Linked DNA regions of Gasterosteus aculeatus: region 2 is linked to region 1. The links are chromatin contacts, called in public Hi-C maps. All regions are on one chromosome and are shown on one strand. The core of a region is the stretch at or near the end of the contact, and the rest is flanking DNA. Distances in the headings are between cores, read along the strand shown.

Region 1 (5,009 bases), core at 752-3,251:
ACACTGAGGGAGAGAGTCTGGACACTTGTTACTCAATTATTTAAGATGACACATCATCCCCCCCGATGGAAGATGAATATGCTCTCAGTGATCGACCCTGGAATCATCCTTTATCTGCTGTGCTCACCAGCTGGAGTCCACCGCATGCGCGCACGCGTGCTGGCACGCACACACGCGCTGCAGCGGGCATATTGGCGAGTATGGCCTCCCGCTACGTGTTTATGCCATATCAATATTCTATGACTTCTCAGCCAATGCAGCAAACAACATCGATACGCCGCACTCGGTCCAGCGCCGGCTGGCGTCTCACGTCTCCACGCCCGGGTCTATGAGGGCAATACCCAGCTGGCTGTCAGCTGCATCATCTAGCATCACGGTGGGGACAGTTTGAGACCAAAGGCCGAGGAGTAGATGAATGTTGACGTTGAGCAGCATCAGAGCTCCAGCCAAGGCCTTTACTTCAACCCACTGAAGAAGCAGCCTCCAGCGCCCCCGAGCCCGGCCTGGACCCGGCCGTGGAGCTGCTTCAGGTGCAGGACAAAGCTGGTTCTGTTGGCCGGGGTGGAGCACTTCAACGCCCCGGAAAGGAGCTCCGCGGCTCGGGCGCCGTCCTTGGCTGGGGACGGGGTCTTGAGGAGGTCTAGAGGAGTTGGCTGGAAATGGTGCCAGCACGATCACCGGCCAACGCTCGGAGCGAGGAGGCCAGAAGCACGGGGTTGGCGGAGCTGGAAGCGGAGCGGAGGGCCCGGTTCAGGTGCAAGACCGAGAGACCAGCTGGGGTCACCCAGAGGAGGGGGCGGCGGGACCAGAAGGCCTGGCATTGAAATCAGGATGTAGACAGGAAGCCTGGGCTGCATGGAGGCAGTAAGTCAAATAAATGGTGTCTGACAATGAGAAGCCTGCGTTCCTCTCATTTATAATACTAATAAAGCTCTATTCATTACACACACTGACTGATTTCAAACAGTGTACCAAGGGTTCCCTCTAAAACCAGCACTACGTATGCAAACAGCAGCCCTCCTCCTCTTACAGGGCCACAGCTGTAAACGTGATTTAGTAAATTCCTCCCCACTCTGCAACATTATTCCACCCGGTGCTGGAAAACCAGTGTGTGACACTTGACTGTTTTTTAAAAGGAGCTTTTTTTTATTGTGTTTTTAGTGAGTGTGTTTCTCCATCTTCCAATCCCTACAAAGCACCCAGGGGCTCTTCTTTGAGAGACTTTTCCGAGGCGCTGACAAGAGGAGTGACGGGAAGCGGCTGTCTGCTTCGACCCGCTCTGTTATGATTCCCCGGGACCTCCGGGCGCAAAAGGCAAAGACGGGAAATGAACTTGGTTCAAGTTTACCGTTTAATTCATTCAAGTGCGCCCCTCTCATTTCGTCTTTGTCCACAGGAAGCGGCGCCGGGGTTCAGACCTGGTAGCTCGCAGCACCGGGGAGAAGAAACTTCCAGGAGTCGGAGCGGCTTGTGACAAATGAAGGAATGTTGAGAGGGAGTTGTGCGGTTTAAAAGTGTCGTACTGTGAAAAAGTCTCCTTCTGTTTTCCCAGCTGAATGCAACGGGACCTCATTTTACTGCTGTTATGATACATATTCCAGCTAAACTATCTTTATTTATGTATAATCCATGAGCGAAGCTAACCACTGGAGAACATCTACGCATATGTCCCCCAGAGACAGTTGTATCTGTATCCTACTTGGTTATGCAGCCATCATGCTTTATGCTTTACGAAACCATAATTAAATATGTTCCCTTGGAGTTTGCCATGGTTTATGTGCATGCCATGTTGGGCCTGCTAGAGTTTCTAAAAAATAAATCCAGCAGTTGCAGTAAATGGGGCATTTCTCCATACATTAAAGAAGAGGGCTTTGTGTCTTCCCCTGGATAATAAACCCCCCTTGTTCTTTGGCTCGCATGGTGGTTGTAGTTCCCAAAGCCACTCAAGCGGGGGCGCTAATGGTCTTCTCATTGCCTCGGCTCAGTGACCCTGTGGGAGGCGGCACCATGTGGGCCAGGGCCCCGCGAACCTGACACCAAACCGCCCCCCCCAGTCCCAACGGAGAGGGTGAGGACCACAGAGACAGCAGGCAAATGCTTTACTACATTTTAGTAAAAACCCATTACCTTTTCAAACGGGTTTCAGCAGTTTAATGTTTTAAATAGTTCACCTTTTAAATTCATTTCTTTCTTGGTTTTAGTTCGTTGAAATGAAACATGCCCCCACGTTACTCCCAGTGCGCCCCGACACCTGCACCTCACTTTGTTGTAGCCTGCTAATGTAGTCTACTGCCAAGGAAAAGTAGGGCAGACCATGCAGGCCTGTAACACGCCCGACCCCTCCGAATGTCCTCATTCTACTCCTCCCCCCCGCCCCCCTCCAGCAGGACAAGAAGTGCCGGTCCGATACCTCGTAACACACTGCTTGGGGACAAGGATTATTGCCCTAATTGAAGAATGGAAAATGGTCATATAGGGTCTTAATCAATAAAAGTAGATATGGACTACGGAGGCTGGAGAAGGATCAAAGAGGGATATGGAGGAAGATAACTGCTGGAGACCACCGATGCTCAGCAATCAGGCCGAACATGACAGCTTGTAGACCCAACCAATTATTTACCCCAGCCAAATCAATAGAGCGCTCTCCGAAAGATAACCATCAGCTGCACTATCTGGAACCTATTCACAGCGAGCACAAACACGCACCGAGCGCTCTGCTCGCCGCCACTCTCGCTCTGCGTCACTTTTGCAGAGGCACAAACACGCACACACACCAAGACACACACACACACACACATTTCCCTCAGAGACTCTTTGTTATCAGACGTCCTTGAAAATAAAGCGCAAATGATGTAGGCTAATTATTGGACATCTACACTGAGAAGAGAAAACGGCACACATCAAGCTGTGTGCTGTGAGCGGCAAACGCCACAAGGAACACACACACAGACACACACTGTACATTGAAGCTACTGTGCTGTATGTGTGTGCATGTTGAGTGGACGAGTGCACGTGTGCAATGTCAGAGGTCCCCCCCCCCCCCCCGTCCTCCTCACGCAGCACCACATCACAGTCGCCGGTAATGAGCAGAGACACGTATCACAGTTCAGGTAATTCACTTGCGCAGCAGTTAAACGAGTCCCCGGGGGGACTGGTGGGGGAACCGGTCGCGGTGAACATGTTGAACGGTGCCAAAATCTCAGGCACATCTGCTGTTCATCTCGAATGTTTCCAATAAGCTGTAAATGTTTCCTGAAGCCCTGTGAAAGTGTCCTGCGCTGCCAAGACGGAAGGGGGTCGGCGTTTGATTTTATTTACGTGTTGAAATACGTGGTCTTTCGCCCTTTTTTACCCCCATTAGAGAAAACCTCTGCAGAGAAATGCAGAGAAGGAGCGAGTACACAGCACACGGCTAGGAAGGCCAACGCGTGTCTTTCTATCCGCTCGGTGAGTCAGGCAGAGAAGCAAATGCCAAGCAGCCACTAAAGTACACAGCTGCTTCGAGCAAGTGTTGACAACTATCTTTATAGGAATTAAACATTGCTCCTGAACCCGCCCGGAGTAACCGCCACACACCTGTGACTCACATCGCTCAGGCTCCCATTGCACGCCATTAAATCAACATGTCCGCCTTTTGACACATCACACACAAACTCGTGCATGATGTGCCCCACACGCAACCGCATAGGCATACCTAAGACTGCCAGAAATATCAAAGGCCGATATGTTTCCCCCCCTACACGCACACGCACACACACACACACACACACACACACGCACACGCACACGCACACGCACGCAACTTATATCCTCTGGCTGTGAGTTTGCCAGCAGCCAGCTGGTACTGTCATGTCTGATAGGCTGGAACAGAGAGAGAAGGAGACAGAGACGAGGCTGGGAGAGGAAAGGAGGAAGGCGGGAGGCAAGCTGGGAAAATGTTGACAGCAGAATGCATTAGTAAGATTGGGAAAACTGTATCAAACCCTGGCAACTCATTACAATGACTCATTTGGGTCCACAGGGAGTCCCTCCCCCCACCCTTCATCCCAACCCTCTGTCTGCCATCCCCTTCTTTTCTTCAGACCACCCCTATTTGAGTCTTTGATATTTAGCATTAAAAATAAATATTATGACAGGGGTGGATCTCACATTGGCAAAAGACAGAGATAATGTGTGTTTATCTATTTGTCCTCCCTTGCAAGACAAAACAAATGTGATTAAATTGTGAAGACAAATTATTCCACTTTGTAAAAAGTAAAACAAGTTTAAGTTTAAGGCAAAGCATTTTTATTCAGATGAGAGAACTCAGTTTGATTCGGTACGTTGAAACCGTTAGTTGGGAGAATTAATGGCCACACATACAGAAGGGATAAAGGTCATACGATTTTTTTTTATGTCAAACCAACTATACAGTAAAAACAAATCATCTTTGAAATTCAGTTTCTGGTTTAATTCCCTCTTTTCAAAATGACTAAGTTGATGTGAGGCAAACTGCACACAGCAAGGCGCCAGCCGCTGACAGCGCTAACCACCCGTAAAGACAAGACTGTTGTGCCATGAATGCTCCGTCTTTAGTTCGGACTTGCACATCATCAAGTCATTGAGACGGTGGGCAACGTGTTACCATTAGCTGGCATTTGGTCACAAATCATTGGCTAAAGTGAAATGTTGACGACATGATAACATTAGAGGAACAAGACAAGCCCGATCCCGATGTCCCAAGTAAACCCTGAACCCTGAGGGACTGGACGGACGTCCCCAGGTAAATTGTTGAGTCTGTGAGGGCTTGAAACGGTGTCAAAATTATTGGGACAGCACTTTGGTGCAACATAACATTAAAAAAAATTGAGGGTATTTATTTGACACTTTGTATACTCTGATTTGAATGTCAGGCTCTTGACGCTTAAAATGTAAAATTAAATAGTTTAGACTCATAGTTAAATACGTTTTTAACTAAATATTACATTCTGTTATCAAAATTGCTTTGATAACAGAATGTAATATTTTAT
Region 2 (5,009 bases), core at 1,246-3,745, 52 kb after region 1:
GTTCTGTCATCTTCTGCCAACACCAATTCCAACATGTAATATATATTTATTCATTGAGTTTATTTATGATTGGCTGTATAATTTAACTGTTTATCCCTGTTTTGTTCCCTTAATTGTTACATTTTTCACTAAATCTAATAAATCTAATGCAAATAAATGTCGAAAGGTCTCTGTTCCTTTTATTACATTCAGCGGAGCGTGTCAGATAAATACCCCACATGAAAATATTTGTCAAGTGAACAGCTCAAGTCCAACAGGTAGCTGAGACAAAGTAACTTGTATGACGATGACCATTACTGACATCATTTAAACAAAACATATGACTTAAGTAAAATCAAAGCCCGGATCAGATGGCTGCTCTTCTGCCTGCGCGTCGTTCTCCCCGTGCGTTGGGAGAGGCAGCACGATAAACACATCGACCTGCTGACTGACACGGCGGATCAGTGGCGAGACGGAGAGACATTTCTGCCAAACAGCCACGAGAACTGCAGGTAAATACAGCCGAGATAACAGCCTTCATCTCCCCCTCTTCCCTCAGTCGCACCTGCTCCACCTCCTTTCTCCCATCTCTGCCTCCATGTCACCACAGCCGCCCCCCCCCTCACCTCACCTCCCTGTGTGTTGTCGTGGCAACGCCGCAGCCGCCCCATCATAATGTCTGCGTGTTTGTAAGTGCAGTTGCTGCTTTGCCGCTGTTGGTTTCTCCTTTTTTCCCTTTCTCGTTGTCTCTTTGAAATGGAGAATTTTTTTAAAAACGGGGGCCGGCAGACAGGGGAGAGGAGGTGGTGAGGGACGGAGGCAGGTTTGGAAGGGTGACACATGAGCTCTAGCAATCATTTAGCACTTCCCTTTTGCTTTTATCTGTCCTCCGAGCTGCTTTCTACATTTCCTTTTGTCTCCGAGGTTGGAAGCTGCTCGTCGCTCCCGTAAAAGTGGCTGTGTGAGAGAGCAGCCGGGAAGTCTATTAGGCTGATGGCGCACGCACGCACGCACGCGCACACGCACACGCACACACACTTTTTCCTTTTACATATTTCGCTTTCTCTCTCAAACACACACACACACCATTAGAAAGTGACAGAGTGCGTAGAGACATTAGATGCATCGATGAGGACGCCGGTAATCAAAGGGAATCCACAATGAGAACAAACATACAGAGCACATGAAACACCTCCTTTGTGTTGGGCTCCAGGAACCCTGTGCCTCCTAATAAGGAGGCGCAGGCCAAAAGGCGCACGCACAACGCTTGCGATCAGTGTATTTCTTGTCTTGTATTCGTTGTCTGTACACGACGAGCTTGTGTCTTGTGCCAAAAGGCGCACGCACAACGCTTGCGATCAGTGTATTTCTTGTCTTGTATTCGTTGTCTGTACACGACGAGCTTGTGTCTTTACCAAGTGGTGTCTGGCAGCGTGTCTACAGGCGCAGAGTGACAAGTGTGTGTGCATGAGAGTGTGTGTGTGTGTGTGTAATCTCCCAGATAAAGTAGGCAGATCGAGGGAGCAGATAGACAGGGGTATTGGGGATGAGATTGCAGGAGGAGCTTAAAGCTGAAGCTGTAAATCACTTAACCTGGGGCTAATGGGCTTATAGGCTGTACTACAGTACACACACACACACACACACACACACACACACACACAAAACAACTACATTTTGGCAATGTTGAGCCCCAAAGCCTCAATCAGTCTCATCTGAAATGTTAACTATTAAATCACGTCCATGCAGAATGTCCACTTCTAAACCGACTCATTTAGAGTATGCGTGTGCTAGTGAGGTCTTGCTCCACTGTGTTTTTGATCAATTTAGTGTGAATGCATGCGCAGGTATTCACGTTTGTTTTCATTGATTGATGTTGCGTCATGCCATGTCTTCTCACACAAGTGGGTGTTTCACATGAATATGCATTGTCCCTTTTCATCCGAAGTACATGTGAATCACCGGAAAGTTCGGCCAGGTGAAGGGAAACAAAAATGTAGTAAGGCGGGTCCTGATTAGTCAGCGTCATTATGGACAAACATGTGACTCATTGCAGCGCTACTAGAATCATTAGTGCTGGAGCAAATGAGGGCCAAAACAGCCGCCACACATTTAACATGAAAAAGGAAAATGCTTGGGTGGAAGAAAAGAAAAGACACACACACACAAGGTACACAAACACCTTCATGCAGGGTCACATATGGTGGGCCATTCTCCCGGTCAGTAGCTCATTACATTTCTCATTATGTCTTTACACACATTTGGCCGATCCTCTGCACTTGTTGAGGTGTGATATACCGGCTCTGTGTTTACACCTGCTCCTCCTCCTCACTCCTCCTGTTCCTACCCCCACCGCTCCATCTCGCCCTCCTGCCCTGCACCTCACACTTCTCTCCCCACCACTTCCATCTGCCTACCTGCCCGCCTGCCTGCCTGCCTGCCTCTAAGCGCATCCAACGGCGACCACGCCGTCGCCAAGGCTACCGCAGCAATTGTGTACCCGGTTGCCAGGTGACTGGTCGCCGTGGCAATGATCAAGAATTCTCAAGCGCCCGCCCGCCGCCGCTCTTCCCTCCCTCTCGATAGATAAATCTTCACTGGGGGTTTTTCTCTTCTCCGCTCCGTTGTCCTTCAGTCTCTCTGTCGACGAAGTTGGAAGTAAGGAGTGGCGACCTTTAAGTGGGGCTGAGCAACAATGGAGGGAGAGGATGGGATAGATGATGGCTTGTTTGTCTGCATTTCCTATCTCTCTCTCTCTCCCCCCCTTTCTCTCTCGCTCTCTCTGTCCTGAACTCTATTTCTCTTCCCTTCATCCATCTCGTCTCTGGCTGTCCAGCCTGCCCGGGCTAATAATGAATTGGCTCCGCTTTCTTTCTCATTTCCCTCTCCGCCCGCTTGTTTGATCACCCCCCCCCCCCTCAATTCTTCATCTCACTCGTTCTCCAGCCTTGTGTTTTATTTCACCAAACAGCAGACCATGAATGGCCCTCGCTCGGGCTCTGTCCTCCACGTCTTTGTTCATCCCGGCACTCAGGGTAATTCAACCTCCGTCTTTAACCTTTTTCCATCCTCTATGCTCCCTTTGTCCTTTTCTCTCCTCATCTCTGGACAATTTTGTCAGTGTTGTAGGGATGCTCTTATCCTCTTAATACGCATTCTCTAATGCGATATTTAATTCTTGTTCCCCATCACAAAAGACGATGCTGGCAGATAAAATTGGCGTGCAATGGGATTTGACCATTATGGGTTGTATTTTTTTAAACTAATAATGCGTTTTTTTGGCATTTCCATTTCCATCAGACTGTTTTTGGGCTGAAATTCATTAAGCGTTTCACAGTTTTTCGGCCAAAAACATAAAAGTATCCAATTTCTGCTCCCAACATGTTATGTGGCACCAACTTCTAATGCAAGCAAAGATGTTTTGGGTGAAGGAGATGAAAAAGTAAATGAGGAAGACGTATCCAAACATGTGGAAACTAATTAAACTGTGAATGATATCTGGGTTGTTTATTTAACCCATGCGGGTATCAGAGATTAGGATGAAGATGCAGCATTACTAAGTATATTTATTGCACACAGTATCAGTCAGACATATTTTGTCCACATTTTTGACTGGTACTGTATATTTACACACTTATATGCCAAACATGACTTTCAGATGTGATGTCAACCATTCAGCCACATCAGCATTGGGTACTGAAGCTTGGCATTAAGGCCTGGCTGACATTTTGCACACTTGTGTCTAAACCTTCACTGGATGATGCAGATTTAAGATTTCTCATGAATAGTAGCTCAACATTTGGTAAAAAAACATGGTTTCCTTTCTTGCCGTTAGATGTGGACACTTAAAACACATGTCTGTACATTCAATACGACGCAAAAGGCATAGCTTGACTTCTGTCCAAAGTTAAATTGAAACATCCCAGCACACAACATAACGGGCATTAGTGCACTTTTGAACAGATTTCAAATCTTTAGTCTTTGCGTCCAGCTAAGCTAACTAGCGGTTTCACATAAGACGGGACTACGAGAGAAACAACTTCCAACCGAGAAGTCTCTGCAAGAGAGCAAAGTCATGAGGAGCAGTAACAAAAGGTAATCAGTGCTGCAGATGACTGTGAAAGTAACCTTGCCTGCTCACCCATCCTCTAGTGCTACCTCCAGCCAGCTGGCTCCGTGTGTGCGCATGTTCTTAGTGTAAAGGGCAGGTGATTGCAGTTGCCTGTGTCCGCATGTCAGATGTGGTGTGTGTGTGTGTGTGTGTGTCACACACAACTTTATCGTGTGTGTGTGACTTCGGCTTGTCCCCCGATGTGTCCCCGAGCTTAGCATGACGGTCCATTGATTTGTATGGAAATACTGCCTGTTCGCACAGCAGGTCGAACGCCCTCTCCCTCTCTCTGTCATCAGTGCCCAGCTGTGGGACACCTGCTGTGTTCTCTCATTTGATTGTGTGTGTGTGTGTGTGTGTGTGTGTTACAGTATTTGGTTGAAAAGGCTGAGGGCTCCAGCTTACATGAACGCAATGCGGGATCATCAAATGTCCGTTTGTGCAGATACAGATGTGTTCAATACAAGTGAGTGAACTGACATGCGTCTCTGGATGAAACTGTTGCGCAATCTCTCTCGCTCACGCAGATGCACAGCTTCCAGCGCGCCCCGACAGAATCCATGCGTTGAAATATAATGAGCAGCAGCACAATTCAACATTCGCCTCTGTGCTTTTGTTTATCACCTCATTCTTCCTCTTGTCCTCCTGTTCCTGCACTCAAAAGATGACTCAGTCCTGCACTTTTCCTTGTTGTCTCTCATCAGCCTCTATTCTTCCTCTCGGCCTTTGTTTTTTTTCCCCGTTTTCTCTTTTCCATCTTTTACTCCTTCTTCCAGCATCTTCTGCAACCATAACCACCCCCCTTGCCGCTCCTTTTCTCCGCCTCCCTCTTCGTGCTGTTAATGTCACGACCCTATTCCGTTCACGCGCTCGTCACTAAATGACAAACCAGAGACAGCTTCCGCCTCTTAAAAAGGCC

Evidence for each region. A called contact is a pair of places that touch in the nucleus more often than the background predicts.
Region 2: a contact with region 1 is called in a Hi-C map of liver, with 1.8 times the contacts expected there. The contact joins two enhancer-like sites. A contact is called at or near these places in 4 of 6 Hi-C or Micro-C datasets (liver, skeletal muscle and whole body).

The regions. Positions count from the first base shown.
Region 1 is chr7:9,580,305-9,585,313 of fGasAcu3.hap1.1, forward strand. No RefSeq gene overlaps it. Among protein-coding and RNA genes, the nearest start is that of LOC144410421, 150 kb to the left of the region's middle. Within about 2 kb of position 2,002, at least 5 of the 9 cell types and tissues checked have open chromatin away from gene starts, as enhancers often do.
Region 2 is chr7:9,632,131-9,637,139 of fGasAcu3.hap1.1, forward strand. No RefSeq gene overlaps it. Among protein-coding and RNA genes, the nearest start is that of efnb3b, 110 kb to the right of the region's middle. Within about 2 kb of position 2,496, at least 4 of the 9 cell types and tissues checked have open chromatin away from gene starts, as enhancers often do.